Linked DNA regions of Sus scrofa: region 1 is linked to region 2. Evidence: chromatin contacts called from public HiChIP or PLAC-seq data. All regions are on one chromosome and are shown on one strand. Each heading gives the region's core, a stretch centred on a gene start, on an enhancer-like site or on the middle of the called end of the contact. The rest is flanking DNA. Distances are from core to core; before and after follow the strand shown. Region 1 has its middle 170 kb from the start of TET2. Region 2 overlaps TET2 (methylcytosine dioxygenase TET2).

What was found. HiChIP or PLAC-seq counts read pairs in DNA pulled down with a chosen protein or histone mark.
Region 1: a contact with region 2 is called in an H3K27ac HiChIP or PLAC-seq map of alveolar macrophages. The contact joins two enhancer-like sites. A contact is called at or near these places in 2 of 2 datasets of contacts at active chromatin or transcription factors (alveolar macrophages and skeletal muscle).

The regions. Positions count from the first base shown.
Region 1 is chr8:116,710,541-116,718,141 of Sscrofa11.1, forward strand. No RefSeq gene overlaps it. Among named protein-coding and RNA genes, the nearest start is that of TET2, 170 kb to the left of the region's middle. Within about 2 kb of position 2,626, at least 2 of the 83 cell types and tissues checked have an H3K27ac peak or open chromatin away from gene starts, as enhancers often do. A contact at or near this core is called in alveolar macrophages, where this site is marked.
Region 2 is chr8:116,449,949-116,457,244 of Sscrofa11.1, forward strand. TET2 (methylcytosine dioxygenase TET2) reads right to left here. Exons shown (of 11, transcript XM_013978993.2): 4 at 6,146-6,236; 5 at 4,641-4,734; 6 at 3,789-3,997. Among named protein-coding and RNA genes, the nearest start is that of TET2, 93 kb to the right of the region's middle. Within about 2 kb of position 2,448, at least 3 of the 83 cell types and tissues checked have an H3K27ac peak or open chromatin away from gene starts, as enhancers often do. A contact at or near this core is called in alveolar macrophages, where this site is marked.

The DNA of each region.
Region 1 (7,601 bases), core at 1,376-3,875, 260 kb after region 2:
GCAATTCATTATTTTAATAGTTTTAACCTAGTAACATTAATTTAAAAAACCATAATACATGCCCATTTCAGATAACTTGTGAGATAAAAGCATGAAGACATGATGACTGTGCATGGCTACATACGTCTCATTTTTCCAGATTAAACGAAAGGTGGGTCAAGTGTTCATATGCTGATCTAGTTCTCTCTCCCTTAGGGTTCTCTTTCTCCTCATTGTCCTTTAGCTTTTCAGACTCAAGAAGGAAGAGCCCTGGTATTGATTCTATCTTAGTTGTTCTCGCTGCCATTATTTCTGGCTGTACCCTTGTGGCTCCGAAATCTGATTGTCTCTCTCAGGACAACTACCATCTTTTGACACTTGAGGAGAGCTTTGCTCTTATTGCCCTTGCTTCTGGTTTGGGCCCATGAGGCATCTGAGTGTTGATTTCAATCCAGGTTGCCTCTAATCGGAGTCTAAAGCTTACAGTTCTTAGTGGCCATTGCCTTGACTCCCCCAACCCCAGATCAATTTTTTTGAAAGGACTAAAGCCCCCCAAAATTTTGGAATAAGATTGATGTCTGCCTAGTATGATCTACAACTGTGTCCATCTTTCTAACCCTGGGAAATCCATTAACCATTATTAGCCTTCAAAGTATCCATGATTTTCTCAGGTGACCTCATCCTCCATAGGGTACGTGCTGGTATTTGCTTCCAAGAGTTAGCAGGGTGAAAACATTCTGGTATTTGAATAGAAAAGCAAAATATGGAATCATTAAGGTAGCATCTCACGTATCTAAGCAAATAAAATCACCTAATTTCATTCAACCCACTGAGGGATAATAGCCGTCAGAATCACAGAATGAGGCAACAAAAGGGGTATTTTTCTCAGTGAAATCCATGTAACTGGCTCTTCTTGGAGGTGTGCTCTGTGTTGCCCTCATGGAATTATTTAGTTTTAGTCCATTTTCTGTGCACATTAGTGAACCTACCTATCCATCCATCCATCTATCCATCCATAACTTTGTGTCAGGACTGTTTTATCCAAGTGCCCTGGGTTCAGGCATGCAAGACAGTGGGGATAGTCAAATGACCCTCCCTGGCATATCTCTTGGCACACAGAGCATAGATTCTGCCAGAAGAAAGTTGGGCAGCTTTTTTACATAGATGTTACATAGGAACAGAGGGACTTCCTTAGAGCAAACATCAGCCTCAAGATAGTTTATCTTTTAGTTTAAAAGCTATTAAAACCTGCAGGATGGACCAGCATGATGCTGACCAAGTCCAGATGTCAATGAAGTGCAAAGAAATGTTGATGTGCAGTGAGGATACATCAAGAGGATGTGGCTAAGGTACACTAGTGGATGGGAAAACATATCAAGGGAAGGTTGATTCTGGGTCTACAAGTAGCTTGACACTGAACCTTTGGAACTCTATCTACTTTGAAATGGAATTGGGTCTGTGCATGAACCCCAAGAGCTGCAACTTGGGGAGTTCAAGCTGGGTTTGATACAGGGTATCCTCCCTCATACTTAAAAACTCCTTTTCCTGGGCCAAAGTCTGAGCTGGAAGTTCTGGCCAAGAAAAGGTGTAGGTGTCTTGGTGCACACCCATCTCTGTGGGTGACCTTTGCTCCACCAATGGCCATGGTGGTGAGCAGGACCACGGGCCACTCTGGAGGCATCAGGCACAGCTACCAGGTCTCTAGCATTGAATGGCAATATAGAAGTGGGTTCTGGAACAATCAGCATCGAGAGAGGTCATTAGGGGGACCTCCAACCTAAGAAAAAACATTTTGTTTTGGATCTAGGGGCAAGACTAGAACCAACAAGTTTGATCTTTTGGGCAGAATAAGCACTGTGGGAATACTTGGACATACTGGGGGGAAGAATTAAAAAATAGACTGGGAAACTTGAAGTTGTACTTTGAAGTTTTTGTTTTGGTTTTTGGTTTTGTTTTTGGTTTTTATTTTTTGTTTTTGTTTTTGCTTTTTAGGGCCACACTTGTGGCATATGGAAGTTCCCAGGCTAGGAGTCAAATCAGAGCTGCAGCTGCTGGCCTACACCACAGCCACAGTAATGTGGGATCCGAGTCACATCTGCTACCTACTCTATAGCTCATGGCAATGCTAGCTCCTTAACCCAGTGAGCAAGGCCAGGGATCAAACCTGCATCCTCATGGATACTAGTCGGGTTCATAACCTGCTGAGCCACAACAAGAACTTCTGTACTTTCAAATTTTAGTGCAAAGTCACTTTGTATCTCAAGCTGAGGAAGAGGATACCAATTAACATATTCAGATTCATCGGTCATATGCAAAATTTTATATTGTGGGTATTTCCCAAGTCTTTAAAGGTTTTTCAGAATCATGAATTTGGATGACTAAATTGTTCAGTTTCTTCATCTGTAACATGGGGATAAGATATCTGCTTGAAAAGGTGGCTGTGAGGATAAAATAAGATAGTATTTATTAAAGAACCTAAGTAACAATTGGTAGCCAATATGAGGTAGCTATTGTAATGGGCAAGTTAGTACTTCAACTTCTCATTTCAGTAGGATTTAAATTTATACCATTAACACAGTAGTTAAATAAGGCACACACTTTTTGACGGTATTTACTAGTCCTTCCTGTTTTAAAAAAAATGCTCAAGGGAAAAAGAAGAACCGAAAACAAACTCCTCCTATGATACCATCTCGCTCTCTTTCTCTAAATATCATTGCACAATTGTTCGTTTGCAACATGGAACTGGTTTAAAAATAAAATAGAAATGCAACATGTTAAAGCAAATATTCTAAGTAAACACGTCGCTTTTATAATTCTCAGAAGTTCATATAGCTCACACTGCAAAATGGAAAGTTTTACAAGATAAATAATTTTGCTTTTTAAAAATTTAAGTTTGTTTAGTCATACAGTATTACTTTTAAGCTAGATTCCTAAATGTGAAGGCAGAGAATTAAAACAATTATTTGAAAAACAAATCCCTTATGAAAAGGCTATTTGTGGTTCTCAGGACAGAAATGGCCCTTTAGCTTGGCATCTGTGAGCTACCTCATGACATGGAGAGGACTTGTCTTTTATCTTGGGTTTTTTAGTTTTTTAAAAGGACAGTTGAGCTTTTTTTTTTATTTCAGTATTTGAAATACTGAATGGGTCATTGTTGCTGGTTTAGATCTATTAGCATTTGTTTCAAAACTTCAGTTAATATATTTAAAATTCTTATAGAAGTTCTTGGTCAAAAGTCTGGAAAAATGTTAAACAAAAAGAAAAAAAGAAAACCACCCATAATTCCATAGTCTGAGATAACTACTGGATATTTGAGTCTCTAAAATTGTATTTATACCTGTCTTAGTTTGGGCTGCTCTGACAAATTATCATTGACCAGATGGCTTATAAACAACAGAAGTTTATTCCTCACAGTTCTGAGGGCTGGATATTTGAAACCAGAATGCCAATATGGTTGGGTTGTGCTAAGGACCCTCCTCCAGTAATGTCAACTAGTGTTGCTTGGGCTGCTGCCATGGTGTGGGTTTAATCCCTGGCTCAGGAACTTCTGCTTGCTGTGGATGTGGCCAAAATTTTTTTTTCCTAAATTGCTGACATAACATATAATTTTACATTTGTCCTTATTTAATTATCTGTCATTATATTTTCTTATATTTGTCTATTACTAGCCTGTAAAGGTTTCCCACTTGACTATGTCAATGTTAAAGTACACTAAATGCTGGATATGAAAAAAGAATATGCTTAGTTGCTTTCCTACATTTATTGTCAAGACTTTACTTTTCTCAGTCCCTCTTTGTACAGGACCTCACACAACTCCTTAAGTGAAGTAGTCATATTTTAAATTACAAGGAACTGAAAATTCATTTGCCTTGGAAGTTCAAATGGTAGCTGAAATTCATGATTAATGGTCTTTAAAAAGAAGGTTTGGTCTAATTCAAAACTCCATAAGCATATGTCATCTCACATTGTTCCTGCGCCTGTCATCTACAGATCAGGTGGGATTAAAAAAGAATAGATGTAAACAATACAATTCATTGTTCAGTGTCCTGGAATAGTAAACAGAAAGGACCTTGAAAGTGCTAGTCCAAAAACCTAGTTAGTTCACAGAGGAAGAAATTAAAACTTGGTGTCGTGGAAAACCATTAGACTTGAGAGTTAGAAGCCTGGGAAAATAGACTCAAAATCTTTGAGCTCTAGGTTTGCTGTGTCAAACACCATTAATGTTAACTGGTTCACTTAGACTATTGTGAGGTCAGTTCCTTTCCTGTCCTTCAGAGACTTACCTGGGGGTCACTTAACTAGTTAACTGGACAGAGATTAGAACTTTTGTTCCTTGGTTCTTCCTCATGAGCTCTGTTCACGCTGTCCTGCCTCCTTTTCTAGTTGAAGATGTTGAAGCATGACTTATAAGGTGCATCATTTTAATTAGACTAGAATGGAACAGCATGGTGATACCACATTGTTTGGTTGACTGAGTCTTCAATGTCTTCCAGCTAAAGACCACCAGGAATACACCTGTAGTTGAACAACCTGGATTTATTACTGGATATGAAGAAGCAGCCCACACACCATGGGCAATGTGGGGCATTTTAGTAGAAGGTGTTGGAAAGAATTATAGTAGGATTGGGACCCATGTTAGATGACTTCTGGAGAGGCTTTAAACAGTGGCATTGTTCTAGATTACATGCTCTTGGGGTAACTGAGGAAGAGTCTATGATTGGATACTTAAAACAATTTATAAGGTGGACAAAATAAAGTGAGGCTAAAGCTATAGCTGGGAAAGGAGTAGCAGGTCCCCAAAGTAGTCAGGATATAAAGATGTTTGGCATTTTTGTGATTTATACAATGACTTTTTTTTCTTTGCTTAGAATATGATAGAATTGCCTTGTTTCTCTCACTTCGTCATGGTCTCTGATAGTGATTTGGAATCTTGTTATGGTCAACAGGAGAATACCAAGGTCTACTGTGAGTGCTGCCCTAACTTTTAATAATATTAAGGCCCAGTTATGAGTATTAGGACTGTGTCCAGATGTCAGCAGATGCTTCTCTTCTCTCTACGTCTCTGTTCTCTCTTGTCACTATTAGACCAGCAGTACCAAAATATGGCCAAAGAGAAACAAACATTTTCTCAGAGCTTCCTGATATAATATTTACTTTCAGATATTGGCATCACCCCTTCTCACTGTTCCATCTTTCTTCTTTCCAGTGGGAGGGGGATAAAATTGTCGAAGCTGCAGTAGTCTTTCTCCAATTTTGAAGGAAAGGTCAAGGAAGTCCTAGGGTCTTTGGCATGATTGATCTGCTGAACCAGTCCAGCACCGGTAACTCTGGATTCCTCACTATAGGAGAAAATTACTCCCCAATTAAAAAAGCCACTCTAGTTAGAATGTTTGTTACCTGTAGCTGAAAGCATTCCTAAAATATGAGGTATTCATGTTTGTTATTTACTAAGCTAGACAGTCTTTTGGCAGCCAAATTTTTATGATGGCTCAAAGCATATTCCATTTGGAAATAGAACTTGGCAATACCCTATTTTTTCTAAAATTAGGTGTATGTTAGGTGAATAAATTATCATTCTTTCTGTTTCCTAATATTTATCCTTATTACTTCATTCAGAGGCCATTTCTTTCTTGGTTTCAGAAACCTGCATAAAAATGAAAGCTTTAGAAACCTTCCCAATCAAGCTTAGCAGAAAGACGTGTGGGCGCATTTGTAGACTTGATTATTGAAAGGGTGAATACAGCTGTAAGCCTAATTGCTGGCTAATTGTGACTTCACCATTGCAATTTGCAGGTCCCTATAGCTTTGCGATTTTTTAAGCTTAACCATGTATTGGTTGGTTTTAATGATCATTGACTTAGAGGTAGAAGGAACTCCTGTTCTCTAGGGGGATAATTCCCTGGTCACTTTGTACCACTGTGGTTAACAGGTTAGACTCCATCACACAGATTCAATGCCCGCTGGAAAGCTGCTAATGTGCTGAGAAGTGGGGAGGAGGATAGTAGCTAATGACTCTAAACATTCAGTGTGCAGGAAAGCTAAACCAAGGGCCAGGAGGAATCCAATGTTTGCTGGATGCTAGAGGAGTGTGCTTAATAAAAGATAAGTGGAAATGTCTAGGAAAACTTCATGTCTTGACAGCTAGGATTTGTACATTGAAAATGATGTGCCTGTGGTCAAAATAAATTTTAGCCTAGCCACCAACCGGTAATTATTCTACAGGCATTTCTTCTATTTCTCTGCACCTTACACATAGTAGGTACAAAATAGTTATACAAGAAATGATTGAAAATGTATGAAAATTCACATCTGCAGGCTGCCTCTGCAATAGTGCCAGTAATAATTTATCAAAATAGTCTCTGTAAACAGTAAATTATTTAGCAGATCACAATTTACAATATTACTGAGTAAAATATATTAATGTTCACTGTGGTGAACATAAAATATCCAGATGTAGGGGAATTTAATAATTGATGAGGATTCCTGGCCACTTAATTAAATAGAATGTGAATCTTGCATGGGGTGCTTGACTGTACCAGGCAAATGTATAGTGCATGAAACAGACCAGTGTCTCTCTTTTTCAAGAACAGCTTAACAGCAAATACAACAAAATAGTTTCACAACATAATTTTAACATTCTACACTTGAAATGTTTATAAAAAGACTGACCTTTTCTTTATTTTATCCCCCCCCTTTTTAAAAACTTTCATATGCAGGTGCAGCATATGGAAGTTCCCAGGCTAGGGGTTGAGTAGGAACTACAGCTGCCAGCCTGTGTCATAGCAATGCCAGATCTGAGCTGCATCTGTGACCTGCTCCACAGTTTGTGGCAGCATCAGATCCTTAATCCACTGAGCGAGGCCAGGGATTGAACCTGCCTCCTCATGAATATTAGTTGGGTTCTTACCCTGCTGAGCCACAGCAGGAACTCCAGGACTGATCTTTTTCCTCCAGTTCATATAGGCAAATGAGATAAATCCATCCAAATGAAATGATTCATATAAACTTAATCCACTGGATTTTATGTGGGCAGGTATGTGTTGAAGTTATGGGTACAGCACATCAGCACATCTTCATGCATATTTAGTAAATAACAAAAAATCTACTAATCAAGGAACATACAGAATCTAAGTTTTATAGGAGCCATATTCAGTACAATTGCTGATATGCAGGCTTCTTAGAATTGCTCTCCATTTTGTGTTTCTCCAGGAGGCTTGTTCTTTGAAATGAGTAGGAGATTATGCTGGAAAAGATATAACAAAAGGAGTTTAGAAGCTAGTCTGTTTTTCCTGTTTTGGGGGTGTTTATAATGCTATTGATCTTTAAATTCTGGTGAAGCACATTTTTTTTTTTTGTTTTTAAATTTTTTGGGGAGTATAGTTGACTTACAAGGTTGTATTAGTTTCAGGTATACAGCAAAATTAAGTTATACGTATACATAGATCCATTCTTTTTTCCATCTAGGTTATTACAAAATATTGAGTAGATTTCCCTGTGCTATACGGTAGGTCCTTGTTACTCACCTATTTTATCTATTTTATATACAGTACCATGTGTATGTTATATCCATCCTCTCAATTAATACCTCCTTCCCCACAGTTTCCCCTATGGTTTTGATGAAC
Region 2 (7,296 bases), core at 1,198-3,697:
ATATAAAAAAAGAATGTATATATGTATGTATGTGTGTGTGTGTGTGTGTGTGTATTTATGAGACTAACTCACTTTTCTGTATAGCAGAAATTGGCACATTATAAATCAACTATACTTTAGAAAGTAAAAAAAATAAAAAGAGGCTTGTGAATCATTATCTTCCAAATGGGGACACTTTTGATAACAGAAAAAAGTTCTATCAATAATTATGCCAGGGAGCCCTCCTATACTGTTGGTGGGGATGTAAACTGGTACAACCACTATGGAAAACAGCATGGAGGTACCTTCAGAAAACTAAATATAGAACTATCATATAATCCAGCAATCTTACTCCTGAGCATATATCCAAAGCATTCGTTGAAAAAGATATATGTGCCCCTATGTTCACTGCAGCAGTATTCACAATAGCCAAGACATGGAAACGACCTAAATGTTCAATGACAGAGGAATGGATTAAGAAGACGTGGTACATATCTACAATGGAATACTACTCAGCCATAAAAAATATAATGCCATTTGCAGCAACATGGATGGAACTAGAGACTCTCATACTAAGTGAAGTAAGTCAGAAGTAGAGAGACAAACACCACATGCTATTACTTATAACTGGAAACTAATATACGGCACAAATGAACCTATGTACAGAAAAGAAACAAACTCATGAACATGGAGAACAGACTTTTGGTTGCCAAGAGTGAGGGGGAGGGAGTAGGAGGGACAGGGAGTTTGGGGTTAGCAGATGCAAACTATTACATTTGGAATGGATAAGCAATGAAATTCTGCTGCATAGCCCAAGGAACAGTATTTGATCACTTGTGATGGAACGTGATGGAGGATAATGTGGAAAAAAGAATGTATATATATGTTTAACTGGGTTACTTTGCTGTACAGCAGCAATTGACAGAACATTGTAAGTCAACTATAACAAAAAATTAAAAAAAATAAAACAGAAAAAAAATTATGCTGGACAATAGGCATGAGCTAGGACCTACTCAAAGCTTCTTCTCAAAAGCATCAATCAAATGCAAGGAATGGACTTTCTTTTTCTCAATATCTTCATATATACACATATAGGGTAGAGAATTTGACCATGGTCTGAACATTAAATGATATTACAGAAACACTGTCGATTTTGAGATGATTGATAACACTGTGATTAGGTTTTCTTAAAAAAAAAAAAAAGTCCTTTATCTATTATTAGAGATACACACGGAAGTGAACAAAGGTGAGGTGATAAGTTATCTGCTTTAAAACACTGGTGGGAGTGGGTGTAGGTCGTGAGGGAGGGAGATGGAAAGTTGGTAATGGGCCCAGGGGAATTCATTATACTCACTCCTCCATTTATGTATATTTGAAACTTTTTATAATAGAATGTTTCTTTAAAAGTTTAATATCACCAGCATGGCAGGGGTATTTCTGGCTTCGACTTTTCCTATAATGACAGATACACTCCCACAACTCTGACTTGCCAAAAAGTATTGGTGAGACTTAGTCATAAAATGGAAATCTCAAAGGGAAATCTTTAAAGGGAAAACAGCTGGCTTGGCTCAAAGGAAATGTAAAATCCACTTTTGACTTTCCCACTGCAAGATGCTCTCAGAGTTCTTTTCTGGCCTCACAGTGGGTGGTTATGATGCATGTGGGCACTGGGATTTATAGTAACGCAGTCATGAGGGTCACACCACTTTGAACATTGAACTGAGTCAGCAGACCCAATGTGAGATTATCTTCCACTCTTGGCCCCAAAATCATAATTTTAACTTTTGCCAGACATAAAATTTATTTTATGGGAGAGAAGAAACTTCAAAAGCTGTATCTGAGTGAAGGAAGTCTCTCTTGCCATTGGTTAAATGTCTCTCTGAATCAGGTATCTCAAGAGTATTTTTTATTTCTCTTTTTGGAGAACTGCTCTAGGTATGAGTAGCCCAAGGCAAAAACTTCTTCTAAATAATTACTCTTCACCTTGAAATTCTAGACAAAGCAAAAATATAAAGGTTGACTTTTAAAGCGTCTTAATATTGAAGCACATCTTTTAATAGTTTTGTATTTGCTTCTTATTTACATCAGTTAAAAAATTTTTTTTGTTAGACCCTGGTCCAATCATTATTAGTGGTTTTCAAATGTAAAATAATGTACTTTGGGAGAGTTCTCAACAAAGAATTTCTGTCTATATGTCAGATTCTATTTCAGACAATGGCATTTATAGGAATCAAAGAAAAGCCTTCAAGGGAAAAAAATATCAGAGATGTATAATATTAATAATAATTAAATCAATTACAAAGAATGTACAATATACTGCATGTAACTTCAATAAATTTAAATTTAAACACATTTAAATAAAACAACAGCTGTCATCCTCACTTAAGTTCTTTAGTGGTTTAAAAGTTCTAGCCATCAAGTCTAAGGGGAAGTCTGCTTTACAAAAACAAGGCAGTGTCACTTAACTCCTAAGAAAAATGCTGCCACTGAATCAGCTCAGGGTGACTTAACTTTCATTTTCTTTCTGATTAAAGGCACATAAATACACTTTTTTTTTTTTTAAAGAAGAAACTACTTTATACCTAAAGCAGTCAGTCATAAGTTTGAGTCCTGTCTTATGAATCAGCAACTTCTCCCTCCAACATATTGTTTTGTAAAGTGGATTTATGGCACTAAGGTTACATGCTCAAAGTAACCTATCATGGAAAGCCAAGTCACACTTTCATACAGGAAAAGTACCTTTCTTAAACAGATTATTTAAAGTTGACTTGCAACTCCCTCTCCCACCTCCCAGTAACTGAGATGGAGAACCTATGTTAACAAATAGTAAAACCATACCAGTTAGAGTAATAATCAGCAATTGAACAAATTTGGTTAGCAGTGGGTTCTTAGAATGAGTAGCATAACAAGTCCATAAGCTCAGAAACTACTTTGTAGTTTGGTGGATGCAGAAGAAAGGAGACTAAAGGAAGAAGTGCAAAATTAAAATTATTTTGGTACTGACCGTGAGTAAAACAGCTATATAGGGTTTCACTGTAACACTGACTATTCCTATAGTCTTTTAATTATATTTAAAAAGTTAAGCTTTTTCCAAGTGAATAAACTGCCTGCAAGTGGATGAGGTAAAAAACCAAAAACAAACCCAAAAAACAAAAACAAAAACAAACCATACCAGCACTTGGATACATTAAAACCCTTGCTCTCCTATTCCAAAGTTTTATATTCCAGGAAAATGATGCCTATCCATAGCAACTAATTTCTTGATTATTCAATGGAAGTAATGTTGATTATTACAATGGAAATAACAAACTAGATTGAAATGAAGTCAAAATAAGTTTGTTTCTACAGCGCTTCTACAGGCCTTGTGTTTTTATGTTTGCTACATATACAGTAAAGTCCTGGACCTGGGAATCCTAAAGTTTCTCACCAAACTTATTTTCTGTTTCAGATACTGCAACATAGAAGTGGTGTCAATACTTCCTAAATGTGGTGGCCAGGCACACAAAAGAGCTGTCATTTACAGTAAGCAGACATGCAAATAATTCCAAGTGCATATAGTAAGGTTGAGTTTGTGGGTACAAATACTCAAATTTCCAGTAAGCTACTTCAAACTAATAGCTACACTCTCTGAAGGTACAAAATATCAGTAAATGAAATCACCCCAAATTATCCACATTAGGAAAAACAAGTTCCTATCACATGACTGTGAAGCGGACATTTTGATCCCTATTTGAAACAAGTAAAAACGCAGGTTTAACTGTGCCCTCAAACCTAGCACGGAAAGAGAGGAGAGGCCAGGCTTTACTTACTCTTCATTCAGGGCACACCGACGATTGGTGAGCGTGCCATATTTCCTCAGTGTTTCGGTGAGCTCGGAGTACAGTTTGTCAGCCAGAGGCAGGGGGATTCCTTCCCACACCAGGATGAGAATCACAATCACTGCAGCCTCACATGTGTGGCCAGCTCGCTCCCGCACCAAACACAGTAACTTCTCCTCGCTGCCGCTTCTGCGAACCACCTGTTCGGGTCACCATTCCACCCCAACACCCCCCACCCCAACCAAAACAAAACAAGGGTCACTTGCAGCAGGTGAGAGCACTGATTGATGTCTGCCTATTTTCTCATGTCTGGGTCACAATTAGGGCCACATTTCCCAGCACCTGCAACTTGCCTTTTGCTGCCCATCTCTGAAAGTGGGGGCTTAACCTGCGGTCAGAACCGGGACAGATGCCAAAGTCCTCGGTGTGTAGTAGGCTCTACCCAGCACAGTGGGGCAGTGCCTCTGCATTAGAGCCAGAGTGAGAGGGAAGACAGGCAGGTCTTTAAAGTTCAAGGTCTTCATAAATGACAATATAAAGATTAACTGCAGGTATTTAAAGGATAAAGGACCTCTTCTTCACATGCCAGGCAGTTATACTTTTAGCAGGCATGTGAACAGACCTCTGCCTCACAATTTAATTACAGTTAAATATAGTTTTTACATGATTTTAAACTAATCTGCCTTTTTCTTGAGAGATAACACGTGGTAAAATAAATATAAGCAAGACTTCTTTCAGCCGGCATAAATGACTCTATGACCTGGGTCACCCAATTCTGAGGTTAGATCAATGAATCAAAATGCACAAGACTGAAGACCAAAGACCTTGTCAAGTCACACTTACCCATTTGGCAATAGGACATCCCTGAGAACTTTTGCCTTCTTTACCAGTATAGATGACTCTTTCAATCCTAATAGCTTTACCCTTCTGTCCAAACCTTAAAGAAATCCACAGAAACACACACACACACACACACATATAAAATTAGCAAATGAATCTATGAGGCAACCAAAATATTGAACATTTGAGCATAATTTTATTCTATGACCACATCCTGAGAAATGAATAGTTTACTTAAAAAAAAAAAGATCTAAGCCAAGCAAACTGGATAATAGACTTTAAGCCTTGTATTTCTTTAGTATCAAAATATACTGATAATTGTAACGAACCATTTTGAAATTATATGTTGGGTGAAAATAATGGGAAAGCTTATTTTTATACATAATTTCACAAAGCATGAAATTTTTTAGTTTGTTAAATTCAGTCTTCTTAAGATATGTACTATTTGATTTGTCCTTAACTAAATTTAGCTATTTTAAAACTTGGGGAATCATAGTAGATTTTAGCCAGAACTGTCCCTCTAAGAATCTCTCACATTTTTTTTTAAAAAAAGGCTGGCAAATAACTAGTATCCAGGAATTTTGAGAATATAGGATAATTCTAGAAATAGATTATATATTCCATTATGACCAAGGCACTACTTACTATTTGCTAATAAAAATGGGCACTGAGGGAAATTCACTATTTCTGCCAGGCTACTGGATGATTGTTTAGTGAATTTCTATGTGCTAATGTAGAAATGAGTAATTTGGAAATGGGGCAAGAATGACATGGAATATGTCCCTGCTGCCTAGAATGTCTTTTGGTGTATTTTAATGCTAACACTGCCTACCTCTTAAAGAAAAGCTACCCTAGCATAGTAACAGCTCAGAGCTATGGATATCTATATGAAAGTCTCTCTCTGCATTGATTATCTCATTCAAAAGAGTCTTCTACATGCAGGAGTAACTGTGTAGATTCAGGTAAATACTTGTGATAGTAAAAAAAAAAAAAAAATGCAGCTATGAATAGAATCTGTCTCTATTTCTATTCAGCATATCACTCTTGCCCTCTGCTCATACTAATGGATAGCTTCCATAGAGATAACGACTCCTTCACAACTCTTGGTGGATTTAACTCAAGGGTTCCTTTCTCATACCACCTTTTCTCTTCTTTCCTTTTTGACACTTTATCATGAGTGGGAAAGCCAGAGGGGCCTCTCTTTGCAGCCTGTGCCAGCACTCTTGTCCCTGGCACGCTGGCTGACTGGTTCTTGTTCGTGCCTGGGTTTTCTGGCATCTATCTCAAAGTGGGCAGCCTGTGCCAGCTTACAGACTATTAGTCCTGTCAAATATTGTGACTCTCTGGTGAATAGCACAGTGTGTAGTGTTGGCAACCCTGGAATAGCTAAGCCTACTAATAATTACTCAATTTACAATTGTTTACTGCTTTGTATGTGAAAGCTGGAAAAATTCTGACATATACAAAAGGATAAACGTTAATCTGCCCTGTGCCTTTGCGTTAATTACCTTTCTTCCATGATTTCTCTAATAGCTGCCACATTAGGACCTGCTCCTAGATGGGTATAAAAAGGACCTTCATCTTTTTCAATAATTTGCTCTGTTGAGATAATAGAAGATTATTATTTTAGACCTCAATTATACTAAATATAAAGGCTACATCCACAAAGCTTATCCCCCAACTGCACATTAAGGGCCCTAAATGTGACTTTAAACATTTTTTTTTCTTTAAAATGAGTAAATTGATGAACTAATCTATTAGAAAATGTGCCAAATAATTAAGTATATGTACATGCTGCCTGTTGGATAAAAATATATTAAATTACATTTCAGATATGGGATAAGGAATTATTTTAAACCAAGTAAGTGGAACTAAACAAGGAAAAGAGGGAGGGAATTAGAATATATTATATGTAATATCAACTATAATCCAATTTTTTAAACTGGAAAAAAAAAATGACAGCTTTCTAGAAGCCTGCCTGTTTTTTGGATGTCAAAAGACTAAAAATAATTTTCCTGTCCTATCTCACCCCAGGGATATTGTTCAGTTTACTGTCAAGACATCTTTTCTCCTCTTGTTTCCCCACAGCATTTAAAATTACTCTGTTTTGAAAACAAGAACATTGAATTCAGACCCATATTTGTGTGTACTTTAGACCAACTTATGATAGAAAATACTGCAGAGAGGGTCAGATAAAAGGAAGAGGCTCTTATAAACGATCAAAGATGAAAACTGAGGGAAAAAGTTTAGGGTGGAAGGAGAAGGGAGTGAAGATGGTATAACTTACCTAGTATTGTCTATGCCTGTGTGGCACGCAAGCCCAACGAGGCAGCAATGTTAGCCACAAGCAAAGGGGCAGCACCTCTCCTCCTTCCATCCTAATACGAAATGTGGGCTGTCCCGTTTTAAGAGAAATAACTCGGAGTGGATGGACCATCAGCCGCATTAGTTTAACACTGGTCTTTACAAATGTCTTCCACTGAATCTAAGCTGACTAGCTATAATTGAGATAGTCTCACAAATATATCCACATCTGTCAGCAAAAAACATCCGTATTCCAACAGACCTATCACGTATCTTGAATTTTAACAAAAATGTACTTGTTTTAAAAAAGGGCAATACCATCTTTCCTACCAAAAAGATGCAACTTTAAAGAGAA